Regions from separate parts of the Lactuca sativa genome. Here region 1 is linked to region 2. The links are chromatin contacts, called in public Hi-C maps. All regions are on one chromosome and are shown on one strand. Each heading gives the region's core, a stretch centred on a gene start, on an enhancer-like site or on the middle of the called end of the contact. The rest is flanking DNA. Distances are from core to core; before and after follow the strand shown.

Evidence for each region. Hi-C and Micro-C count contacts between places; a contact is called where the count stands out from the background.
Region 1: a Hi-C map of seed shows a contact between it and region 2, with 4 times the contacts expected there. The contact joins the promoter of LOC111906685 here to the promoter of LOC111906684 in region 2. A contact is called at or near these places in 2 of 4 Hi-C or Micro-C datasets (leaf and seed).

Annotation. Positions count from the first base shown.
Region 1 is chr9:108,180,411-108,186,622 of Lsat_Salinas_v11, forward strand. LOC111906685 (protein EXORDIUM-like 2) reads left to right here and starts at 3,110. Exons shown (of 1, transcript XM_023902459.2): 1 at 3,110-4,338. The coding sequence starts at 3,255. The coding sequence ends at 4,181.
Region 2 is chr9:107,952,331-107,958,789 of Lsat_Salinas_v11, forward strand. LOC111906684 reads left to right here and starts at 1,859. Exons shown (of 9, transcript XM_052767308.1): 1 at 1,859-2,052; 2 at 2,454-2,583; 3 at 2,689-2,762; 4 at 2,856-2,957; 5 at 5,661-5,801; 6 at 5,885-5,936; 7 at 6,299-6,373; 8 at 6,449-6,459. The coding sequence starts at 2,719.

The sequences.
Region 1 (6,212 bases), core at 1,860-4,359, 230 kb after region 2:
CCCGAAGGTCCATAAAAATGCTTGCTTTATGGGTATGCTTGCACCATGCATGACCCAACCCATTCTAGGTCAAAAAGTGGACAATATACATCAAACTCTCATGCTTGGCTCTTATACCTCACCAACTTCCATATTTTGACAATATGATGATCAAGGAACCCTTAGAATCCATAAAGTTGCTAACTCTATGGATTTACTTCACTTAATCATGCTTAACATGAAGAAATATGGAAAAAAAATCCTAGATCTATCCATAATCTGCAATAACATTTGAACCTTTTATACTTACAAAGGTCCAACAACAAGAAGAGATGATGATGATGATGATGATGATGATGATGATGATGATGATGATGATGATGATGATGATGATGATACTTTGCCCACTCCACCACTAGAGAACTTCTATCCTCTTCTTTTCTCCTTCTTCAAGCTAGAAAATGCACCAAAAATGACTAAGGGCTTCAAGAATGATTGATATCAGGGTTTCTGGAGGTTTAGGGATTGTTTGTTTGGTATGAATGGAGTGGAATTAAAGGGTAAAGGATTCCTATTCCCTTGAATTCGTGTGTTTGGTTCATCTTTAAGTGAAGAAAAAGAAATCCTAAATGAAATATTTTTCCTTCAAATGAAGGAAAGTTCATTCCTTCACCATCGTAATGGAATTAATTCCTTCATAACATTAAAAGTAGCAGATTACGATTTTCCTTTACTAAATATTGCCATACACTTCGTCAAGTAAACCTAGACATCATCTCATTCTCGTTCAGCCGACAACCACTCCATTGCGTCTTCTCCACTTCGTCACAGGGTTGTTCAACGAGCTTCATTACAGGTAATATATATGCCTTTATCTCTATCTCTTTTATATATTCGAACCACACAACCCCTTTTGAAGTCGACCCCAAACAGAGCTACCGTGACATCGCTGGAGGGTTTTTTTCTTCAATCGCTATTGTGACCTATCTAATATCATGATATAAAAATTTGAAAAAAAAAATCCTTTTCTTTCTCTTCAATAGTTTTCTTAGTTGAACTTGATCTATAGTGGATGTGATTTCAAGATGCTTTTTGTTGTAAAGAATCGAGTCTTTTTTGGTTTCGAATGGATCTGAACCATACTTACATAATTACTAATGAGATAGTGAGAAGTGATCGAATTCTCACTTTGTTCTTGCTCTTGATCGTAATTGATTGGTTAATATGCATAATTGGATTATTTGACATAACAAAAAGTAGTATGATGTTTACCCTTACCAGAAGTACCCCTTTTTGTAAATCTTCCAAGTTTATCATAGTTTAAATACTGATTTAAGGAGTTCTTGATCATACACACTTATTTATCTAATGCATTGTATCAAGTATGGTTGCTAATAACATTTTTCTAAATCGATAGAACATAAATTTTGTTTTGGTTTCATTTTCTTAAGTGAAAAGAATTGTTGTACATGATATCAGAATATATATATATATATATATATATATATATATATATATATATATATATATATATATATATATATATATATATATATAAACACTGTGAAGAAGGTGATAGCTTGTAAGTTATATTTTCTTTTTTAACTTGTATGTAAAGATCCATTTCCTGCCAACCAAACAAGATTTGGAATCGGATTCAAATTCCTTATAGATTCATTTTCCAATTCCAATTTCAGTTCCTTCAGCAACAGTCTACGAACCAAACAACACCTTAGAGTGTGAGGGAGGCCGAGGGCGGATAATTCTAGCCCTCTCATTCTATTAAATACCGAAAAATTAGGGTTTTGGTCATCAAACCACTCTTACGTCGTGAGCAACAAGGGCTCATGTCGTGAGATTCAAGGAATGCGGGTCGACATGTCAACCTTGGCTAACGACGTGAGGGGCATTGCTCACATCATGACTTCACCCAAATATTGAATAAAGCTCGAAATCGTGCACCTTAAAACTGAATGTTACAAAACCACCTCAGATCTGTAAACAAGAAGACGAAAAAGTGGCGGTCGTTTGTAGATCGTCTCCGGTAACATCATAGCTCGCCACCCTAGCTTCGAGTTGCCCACATTTTCAGATCTATGTTGCCCTTTTTCTCATATTCACGCCGCCCATCATTGAGGTTTGCAGATCGATTCGTAAACACCATCCATCTTCTCTAGTAGTGTCATCATCACCTAACTTCATCATCACCTCGAGATAGATCGACAGATGTACAAAGGGTTTCAACATCCGATAAGGTTTTCTAAGGGTGATGACATTCCAGGATGGAACCGATGATAAGGGTTTCAATATGTGGTAGCGTTCCACCGGAGACCAAGAGTTTTCTAACGGTGATGACGTTCCAGGAAGAGACCGGTAGGTGGTAGTGGTTCAGATCTACATTGCCGAAGGTGGTTTTTGGTGGTCTGGCAAAAAAGGAGTCTCAGGTGGTGACTAGGATAGGCTGACGTGCGGTGGTGGTCCGACAGACAACGATGGTCATGAGAGGGAGAGAGAGAGAGAGAGAGATTATGATGATGATGTTAGTGTTTCAAGAGGCATATGGGTGGAGTAGGATGGACTTGTATATTTTTTTATTTAATTTTAAATAAGAAATACAATAAAATTATAAAAGAAATAGAAAAAGAAATTAATAAGGGAGTTCAAAACATATTGGATCAAAATCGCAACAAAATAAAAAGTTTAGGCCTCTGATGCTAGACCAAACTTTTTTGAACCAAAGTGGTAATTTTTAACTAACCATAAAAGACCCTTTATTAAATTGTGTCTTTATTTTATGAATTTACTAATTTCAAGTTATCTATGTATTTTTTTTCTAAATGTCTAAGACCTTGAGCCGCCTGTTGAATTGTAATTTGTTTAGTTTGGATTTTAATTTAATTTCCACTATTTAAATTTATATTTTAAAAACCAAAAAAGATATTGAGTAATTTGATTGGATTTCCAAACACCCTAATTTTATCGTTCAAAAAAATTTTAAACCAATTAAATAACAAAAATTAAACTATCAACGATTTGAATATTGCAATAAATAAATATCAAACAGAATACACTCCATCATAGCTAGAGGCAGCTAGAGTAAATGTATCCCCTAAAACCTCCCGTGTACATTTAATCAACTAAGCGTTAGAACTTAAAAACAACGCGGATACCTCTTTCTCAACATGCGTCCCACTTACAAAATACAAACATCCCTTCTATTATAATGAATATAAATACTCCCTCTCATACCTTTCTCTCATTCAAAAACAACCACCATGGCTTCAACTTTGCTTTCAAATTTCACATTCTTAGCCTCGTTTCTCATAATCATCTCAACCCTAATCAACCCATCCTCCGCCACCATCCCCCGCCGTCTCGCCGTCGTCCAAACACCACCCACAGTCCTCACTTACCACAAAGGCTCCGTCCTCTACGGCAACATCACCGTTAACCTCCTCTGGTACGGCAAATTTTCACCCGCACAGAAGTCCATCATCATCGACTTTCTCAAATCTCTCAACAACCACCTCCCGCCACCTCCTTCCGCCGCTTCATGGTGGCAGACCACCCGTAGATACAAAGGCGGGAAAAGGAGCATACACGTCGGGAAACAACTCGTTGATGAAAAATACTCCCTTGGGAAATTGCTTAAAGAATCCAATCTCATTTCTTTGGCTTCTAAAGCTAAAGGCTTTAACGTCATCAGCCTGGTGCTCACGGCGGCCGACGTCGGAGTGGCGGGGTTCTGCATGAACCGCTGCGGGACTCACGGGACTACTCGGGTGAACAAAGGACATAATTTCGCATACGGGTGGGTGGGTAACTCGGCAACTCAGTGTCCGGGTCAATGTGCCTGGCCTTTTGCTCAGCCGATGTTTGGCCCAAAAATGCCATCGTTGGTGGCGCCCAACGGCGACGTTGGCGTCGACGGCATGATAATCAACCTGGCGGCGGTTCTAGCGGGGACGGTGACGAATCCGTTTGACGGCGGGTACTTCCAGGGTCCGGCTACTGCTCCATTGGAGGCGGTTACTGCTTGTACTGGTATATTCGGGTCGGGTGCTTTTCCCGGGTACCCGGGAACAGTTTTAACGGATAAAAAGACGAAAGCTAGCTATAATGCGCAAGGCGTGAACAAGAGGAAGTATTTGTTGCCGGCTATGTGGGACCCTAAGACTTCCACGTGTAAAACACTCGTGTGAGATAAGAATTGGATAACTACGAGGATGACGTGTCATAATATGACCTGTCATTTAAAATTTAAATATATATTTGATTTATTTGGTTGATAAAGTACGTGGAGTGAAAAAATGTAAAAAAACGGTGTATTGTGTATTTATGGTTTCATTTTTACTTTCATTTCGAGATTGCAATATATTTTTTTCAGATTATATTTTAAAAATACAGTATTTACATTATGCTTGTGATAAAAGGATTTAATAGTACGCTGAAAATAATTATATCTTTTCAGGTCAAGTTTTATTAAAAAAAATATACGTTGGCATTTTATTTAAAAGAAAGGATATGATCGTCAAAACTTAAAATTATTCTTAATATGAATAAACAAAAACACCGTACGCGTAATTTTATTGTCATTACAAACTAAGGTTCTTATCGCTTTATATCAATTGCTTTTGTATAAATCCTTACAACCTAATAGTTCCTATTATTTTTATGTTCAAGAACAAATTTTATATTATTATTTATGTTTTAGATAAAACTAAATTATATATATTATTGATTGTATTCGAAAACATATTAAAATCTATATTTATTTCGATTACTTTTGTTCGATTATGTTCTTCATATGGAATAATACGATAGACTTTCCATCATTAACTAATCGTTTTTATCATAAATAACATCATTGTCGTATTAAAAAAAATGTTAGCAAAGATCAAATTTGTAGTCGTCGATTTCTCTGAAAAATCTGTATTTTGGTCTTTTACGAATGATAACAATTAATATAAAAGTTTTTCTAACATAGAAATAATAATATAAAAGTTTTTCTACATATAAGTATAGTTTTTTTTTTTTTTTTTTTTTTTTTTTTTTTTTTTTTTTTTGACTAAATTCCTTATTTCAATCCAATTAATAATGACCAAAATTCAATAAAAAAAGAATCATACTTTTATATATATATATATATATATATATATATATATATATATATATATATATATATATATATATATATATATATATATATATATATATATATATATATATATATATATATATATATATATATATATATATATATATATATATTAAAATGCATGGAAGGTTTCAACATGAAACTTTCTATGTTTATAATTTTAACACTATATTTTTATTTTTTTCTTAATTTTGCCACTAAAGTTTCAACAAACTTTTCATTTTTATAATTTTGCCATTTTATTTTTACTTTTTCATATTTTTGCCACTAAATATATTAAAGCGCATGGAAGGTTTCAACAGGAAACTTTTCATGTTTATAATTTTAACACTATATTTTTATTTTTTCTTAATTTTGCCACTAAAGTTTCAACAAACTTTTCATTTTTATAATTTTGTCACTTTATTTTTACTTCTTGATATTTTTGCCACTAAACTTTCTTTTTTACTTCTTTAAAACCTTTTTTCTTTATTCTTTTATAATTTTACCACTTTATTTTTATTTTTTTATAGTTTTGCCACTAAAGTTTCAACAAACTTTTTCTCTTTATTGTTTTTGAACTTTATTTTTACTAATTTTGCCACTAAAGTTTCAACAAACTTTTCATCTTTATAATTTTGACACTTTATTTTTACTTCTTTATATTTTTGCCACTAAACTTTCACCCGTGCAACGCAAAGACCTTTTCCTAGTTTGATATTAAATTGGAAATATTTTTTCCATTTCAAATTTAATATTGGTTATTAAGTGTATCTAATTAGATTAGATCCATCAAATCTAATCTTTTTTAATACACGTTTAGAATGTATAAATATATAATTTTAATACTTTATGATATTTGGAATAAATGAGAATTTGATAATTCCTAATTGAATTTGAAAATTTGAAATTGGCATGTAATTATTCAAGCCTGGTGATTTTAAAAATTGTTTGAGGAATCAATATAACATCAAAACTATAGTTTTAAAGTTTTAATCCCTAGGCCCATTTAGAATTATAAAGATAAACAATCACAATAAAGTTCAAAGATTCTACTACTTCAAGTGGATACACTTTTACGCCGAAAAACATTAAG
Region 2 (6,459 bases), core at 609-3,108:
ATGATTTTTTAATTTATTTAAATAAGCATACCCTCAACCCCACTTCATCTCACCTTACATACCTCATCTTATTTAAATAAGTTTAAAAAAATCAAGGGCAAAATAGTATTTTTTTTTAAAAAAATATAGGGACCAAACGTGCAACAAAAACAAACTATAGAGACTTTCCGAGTTAAAAAAAAACAAAACTGCAAAATGGTCCCCGTGGTATTCAGTTTTTTGGGGTTTTTATCCAAACTACGATTTTTTTGGCTTTGTGGTCCTTTTGGATTAGTTTGTATGTGAAAATAGTCCCTCCGAAAATTGAAATAACTATAATACCCTTGGGGTATTTATTTTTCATTTTTCTTTCATTTTTTTAATTTAATATTAATTAATTTATTTTAATAATTAAAAAATAAAAAATCATTCTCTCTCTCTCTCTCTCTCTCTCTCTCTCTCTCTTTCTCTCTCTCTGAATCAAGATGGTATCATCTTCTTCATGACCACTTCTTCAAAACAAAACTTATATCAGCTCCTCACCGGTCACCGTCCCTCCTTCCAGCCACCACAAATCATCGATCAAAACCCGATCAGAAATCAAAATAACTCCACTTCTTCTTGTTTCATTGCCTCCGGTAGAAAATCCACCGAACCTCAATCTACCACAACTAAACCTCCACTCTACTATCAGATCGTCGTTGGATCTACCCCCTACCAACAGATCGCCTCTTCACCCTTTCCTCTCGACGAAAAATGCTCCCACCTCCACATTTTACTCGGCCTATTTCTACTATCTACCATTGCAAAACCCCAATACCCTTTACACATCATGTTTCTATATTCTCTATGTACCACCGATGAAGACGTCTTGCTAGAGAAGATCAATATTGCCAATCGTCGGAGCTCTCAGGAAGGAGGAACTAGTTGGGGGGATTTAACCCAGATGTTTCAGGTAAATCAAATGTCCCAGATGCGGGAAGGAGGTAAATCGTTTCCTCCGCCACCCACCCAGATGCATCATTGATTTTTTTTTGTAGGATTTGGTTTTGATTTGTGGTTAAATTGAAATGTAAAGTTTTCATGTATATATTTGAGTTGAGTATCAGTAAGGATGATTTCTTGATCCACCGAAAAACAAGTTACTGTGATGATGTCATATTGGTGGTGGTCAGATTTGATGGTGACGAAGGCTATGGTGGTGTTAGTATGCGATGGTGAGATTGAAGTTTGTATGTATTTTAATTTTAGAGATTGCAGGGAAAAAGACAACGATATATATATATATATATATATATATATATATATATATATATATATATATATATATATATATATATATATATATAGAGAGAGAGAGAGAGAGAGAGAGAGAGAGATGGTGGGTCATTTTTTTTATTTTTTAATTGGTAAAATAAATAAATTAATATTAAATTTTTAAAAAATGAAAGAAAAATGAAAATTAAATACCCCAATGGTATTATAGTCATTTCAATTTTCGGAGGGACTATTTTCACATACAAATTAGTCCAAAAGGACCACAAAGCCAAAAAAGTCGTGGTTTGGACTAAAACCTAAAAAAAAATGCATGCCACACGGACCATTTTTACAATTTTGTCTTAAAAAAATAAGTTAGGAACAAAATAATGAAAATATGCAAATTACCCGAAACCATAGGGACCATTCGTGTAATTTACTCATACCTTATGTGCTTGCACATGTGATGAAACGAGAATGGATGAAACGGGCGTGTGTGACTTCTTTGGGAAAACACCAAAAGTAGGGATCAATATTGCAACTTTTGGTAAAGCTTAAGGACAACTCTGTAAATTACTCTAAATAAAATTTTCGAACTTAACAATTATTTGGATTTAATTGCAAGTCGTTATCACATCAAGTCAATGACTCTGCTTCCCCGGCACACCGGCACACAGACGTCGGAGCAATAATGGCGGCGTCGGTGGTAGCCGCATTGAAGACGCTGTTCAGCCTATTGGCTTGTGTGATGTTCGCCACGCTTCTTTGGGCAATCGCCATGGATGGCCTCGCTTCTTGCGTAGACCTTCGCGCAAGGTAAGTTACAAGCTTAAATTACAGATTTGTGTATCGAGATTACTGGTTGAAGTCTGATGCCTGTTTTCCCCATACCTTGTGTTTCGATTGAAAACAAATGTGAAGTGTTTCATCTAATCATCTGTATTTTGAACAGACGGAATTTCCGAGTGATTTGGGTATTTGAGACTTATGTAGAATGCTCCATTGTTGCTAATTTTTACTCATCACATCATAATTTATATCGATTGCTCTGTCTGTTCCGAAATTAATCCAATTTTCAGGGATAAAGTTTTTGAAACGAAAGTCGCATCAATTGTAATTTACAAAGAATACTTTTCGATTGGTCTGTTGTTGATGGATCGATGCTTGGATCCACAAATCGTTCAAATTTGATGAGTTTATTATCAAATGTATGTTAGAGAGTTTGAAGATTGAAGTTTAATTAGGGATGATTTTACCCATAATCAAATCCCAAACAATTTCCTATTTAATTGAAGGTGGTTGTTTGTGGCGTACATAAACTTTTACATAAATGTTGCTGTTATAGGGGTAAGAAATTCATATCAGCTACAAGGAATTTAATCATTTATGCTTAACTTGATTACTTGTTGAATTCATATGTGATTTTTATACTTGTATTCTACTATTCTTTAGATTTGGTTTGTTTACAAGGAAGCAAGCTGGATGAGGGCAGTTGTTTTGATACTTTTAGAAATTGTGTTTGGAAGGTAATCTTCTTGCTTTTAAAAAATACATTTTGAAATTTGTAAATATCAAAATATCAAAACTCAAAAGATATAAAATTATTTTTCCTTGTGCAGCATTATTACATCTGGATATATCGTTATACAGTTATTCAAGTTGTCACATGAAGAATCTTCAAAGGATCCATTATATTTTGTGTTGGTAAAACATGAAAAAAGGTCGGCATTATTTTTCTTATAACTTTTTAGGTTTTAACTAGGATTTTATCCATCGCGCGTTGCGGCGACAGTAATGCATTTGAGAAGCAGTAGAAAATATGTTGTTAGGTGTTGAATAGAACTTAGTAAGAGTTAAGTTGGCAAACCACAAAAGTCAGGGGTCAACGCCATACCAAACAAATATAATAAAAACTGTATTACATACATACCAACGCATACACAAATTTAGAAAGTCGTAGGCGTTGTAACTGTATGGTAATCAAATTGTATATGTTATAGGAGATAAAACAAAACTTTAGAAAATAAAATAGTGAAATTGATATTTTTCAAAGTTCAAAATGGGATGAAAATGACATTTTAAAAAGTAGAGGGTTGAAATGCTATTTTACAAAGTATAAACATAGACAAAGTCGAATTATACCGACATGTATACAAAAAAAACAAGTATTTTTTTTTTTAAATCAACGAACGAAAGTTCTAAATTTACGTCGAAACGTTGACCACCTCTATTTTATATCAATGCAGAAAGTTTAGAAAGTCGAATGAGTAGTAACTGTAGGAAAATAAGATTGTTTTTATTACGGACAATAAAACAAAAACTTAGAAAATGAAAGGGGTGAAATTGATATTTTTCAATGTTCAATTACCAAATAAAAATTATACTTTAAAAAGTAGAGGGTTGTAAAATGTCATTTTATAAAGTATATGAATGATAGCAATAGAAAACTAGTAGAGGGACTTAAATTGCCAAAAACTATAAATTGAAAATCAAACAAGTGAGGACTCAAAATGGAAATAAAAAAGAGTAGAAGGAATGAAAAAGGCAAAAGAGGCGACACCCACATTGGTATTTAGAATAGATATAACGAGCTTTACTATGTTTATTATTATTTTTTTTGTTTTTTTTTTAGATTTTCTTAATCTTAAGAAATATATATATATATATATATATATATATATATATATATATATATATATATATATATATATATATATATATATATATATATATATATATATATATATATATAGGACGGTTCACTTGAGATTAAAAAAAAAGTAGAGATCTTGAGATTAAACCCCAGCCACATATTTCACATTTGCTGCTGTAATGCTCCAGTGTACCAGCAGCAACGATGTATGCCTAATCATAAATGATTATATGGCAGAGAGGTATAATCATACAAGATTATACATGTTTATATGTATATGCATAATCATAAATGATTATACATATATGTCTGTTCACAGATTGAGTAATCATAAATGATTATTACAATTAGTCGCAAAAGAGGTGGTGGTGACAGAGGTGGAGGTGGTATAAGTAATGGAGGTGACAATGGTGGGGTCGACTGGTGTCAGAGGTGGTGGTAGTGGTGGTGGCGGTGGCGGTTACGGTGGTGGGGATGGTGGCGGAGGAGAAAAGAACGGGTGACACTGTGTAATCATTTATGATTACACCAGACCTGCTGCGCCGGTACACCGAATGGTTAGAGCGGCAGATGTGAAATACGTGGCTGAGGTTGAATCTCGAGATCTCTCTCTCTCTCTCTCTCTCTCTCTCTCTCTCTCTCTATATATATATATATATATATATATATATATATATATATATATATATATATATATTTTAAAAGTTATATATTATATTTACATATAATCAAAAATGGTTAATCTCATAAAAAAAACATTACAATTAAACATCAAATTTATTTTTTGTCTAAAAATTTCCTTGTATTTTTCATTTTTTCCATAAAAGCCCTCAAGTTTGTATTTTTTTCTAAAGAAAACCCTCAACTTTTTAGTTTTTTCTCGAAAAACCCTTACATTTTACAATTTTTTTTTGGAAAAAATAACTAAAAGGGCCAAATAGGAAAATATGAAAAAAATACAAGGTATTTTTCAGACAAAAAATAAATTTTAGGTTTAATCCGAAAAACACAAAATATAAGCTCTTTTATGAGATTAATGCTAAAAAAATTTCATACGATTTCTTTCTATTACTACATGTCAACCAAACAAGATCAAAAAAAGATTCATTAAATTGTACATTCCTTTCTTTATATCATTCTATCTAACCAAACAGACCCGAAGGATCTAATTGGAATTGGAATTTGAGATTCCATTCTATGATATGTTTGGTTGCTAAATGGACAAAATTCATTTCCGTTAAAATCCTTCAAATTCCATGTTTCATAGATCTTACCATTCCTATACGATATTGAAAGGAATTCAATTCCTTTCATTCTTTTTTGAGTAAATTACACGAATGGTCCCTATGGTTTTGAGATAATTTGCATGTTTGGTTCCTAACCTATTTTTGTAACTTGGAAGGTCTCTACAGTTTGTTTTGTTTCGCGCTTGGTCCCTATCTTACCTAAAAAGACTTTTTGCCCTTGATTTTTTAATTTATTTAAATAAAATGGGGTAGGTAAGGTAAGGTGAGGTGGAAGTGGGGTTAGGGGTGTATTTAAATAAATTAAAAAAATCAATGACAAAATAGTCTTTTTAGGTAAGACATGGACCAAACGCACAACAAAAACAAACAGTAGGGACCTTCCGAGTTAAAAAATAAGTTAGGGACCAAACGTGCAAATTACCAAAAACCATAGGGACCATTCGTGTAATTTACTCTTCTATTTTATTAAAAGACCAAAATACCCTCATATTAAACTTGTAATTTCGTTTGTATATTTTACTTAGGGATGCCACGGGACATAAGATGGGAGTGTCTTGTGTAACATCAAGAATAATCATTTCTTCACTAGGCTGCTTCATGCTTGGAACTTTTATTTATGTGCTTATTGTTGATGGATCTCCATTTCGTACTCAAGTATTCTCAACGTAAATTAAATTTCCTTCTCTTTTTTATTTATATAAAAAATTGAAATGAGCGACTTGAAGTTGACTACAGTAAATGCTTGTAGGTGCATGATTGGAACACTAACCGACTTCTATTTTAATGTAGTGGCTTTATCGGTATGTCTCCATACATTATATAGCTGATCATTTTTTTTTTTTTTGCAATTTTGCTCCTAAAATATAGTCACTTTTCTAGAACATGGACCAAAAATAATAAAGATCAAATTTGGAAATGAAAATTTTTTGGCACCAAAATTGTTAATCCAAATATATTCAGGGACCAAAAATGTAATTTTCTCAATATTTTAATATTTGGGTTGGGTTTTTCGGATTAATGTATGTAAAACCGAAAGATTACCGGTAAACTTGCTAAATGATCAAACTGAAAAAATTAAAATATGTAAAAGTATTTTTAGAAAAAAATAATAAAATTGAGATTTTTAGTAATTAACCCTAGAACATTTGACTATTTGTTTTAGGTGTGGGTAGCATATAAGGAATCAAGTTGGATAAGTGCTTTTTTTGTGGATACTATCACTTATATGTTTTGGGAGGTAAGTATTATATCTTTTATTTATTATATCTTTTTGTTTTACATTTTTAGCTCTTGATTTTATTTTCTTTTACAGCATTGGTACAT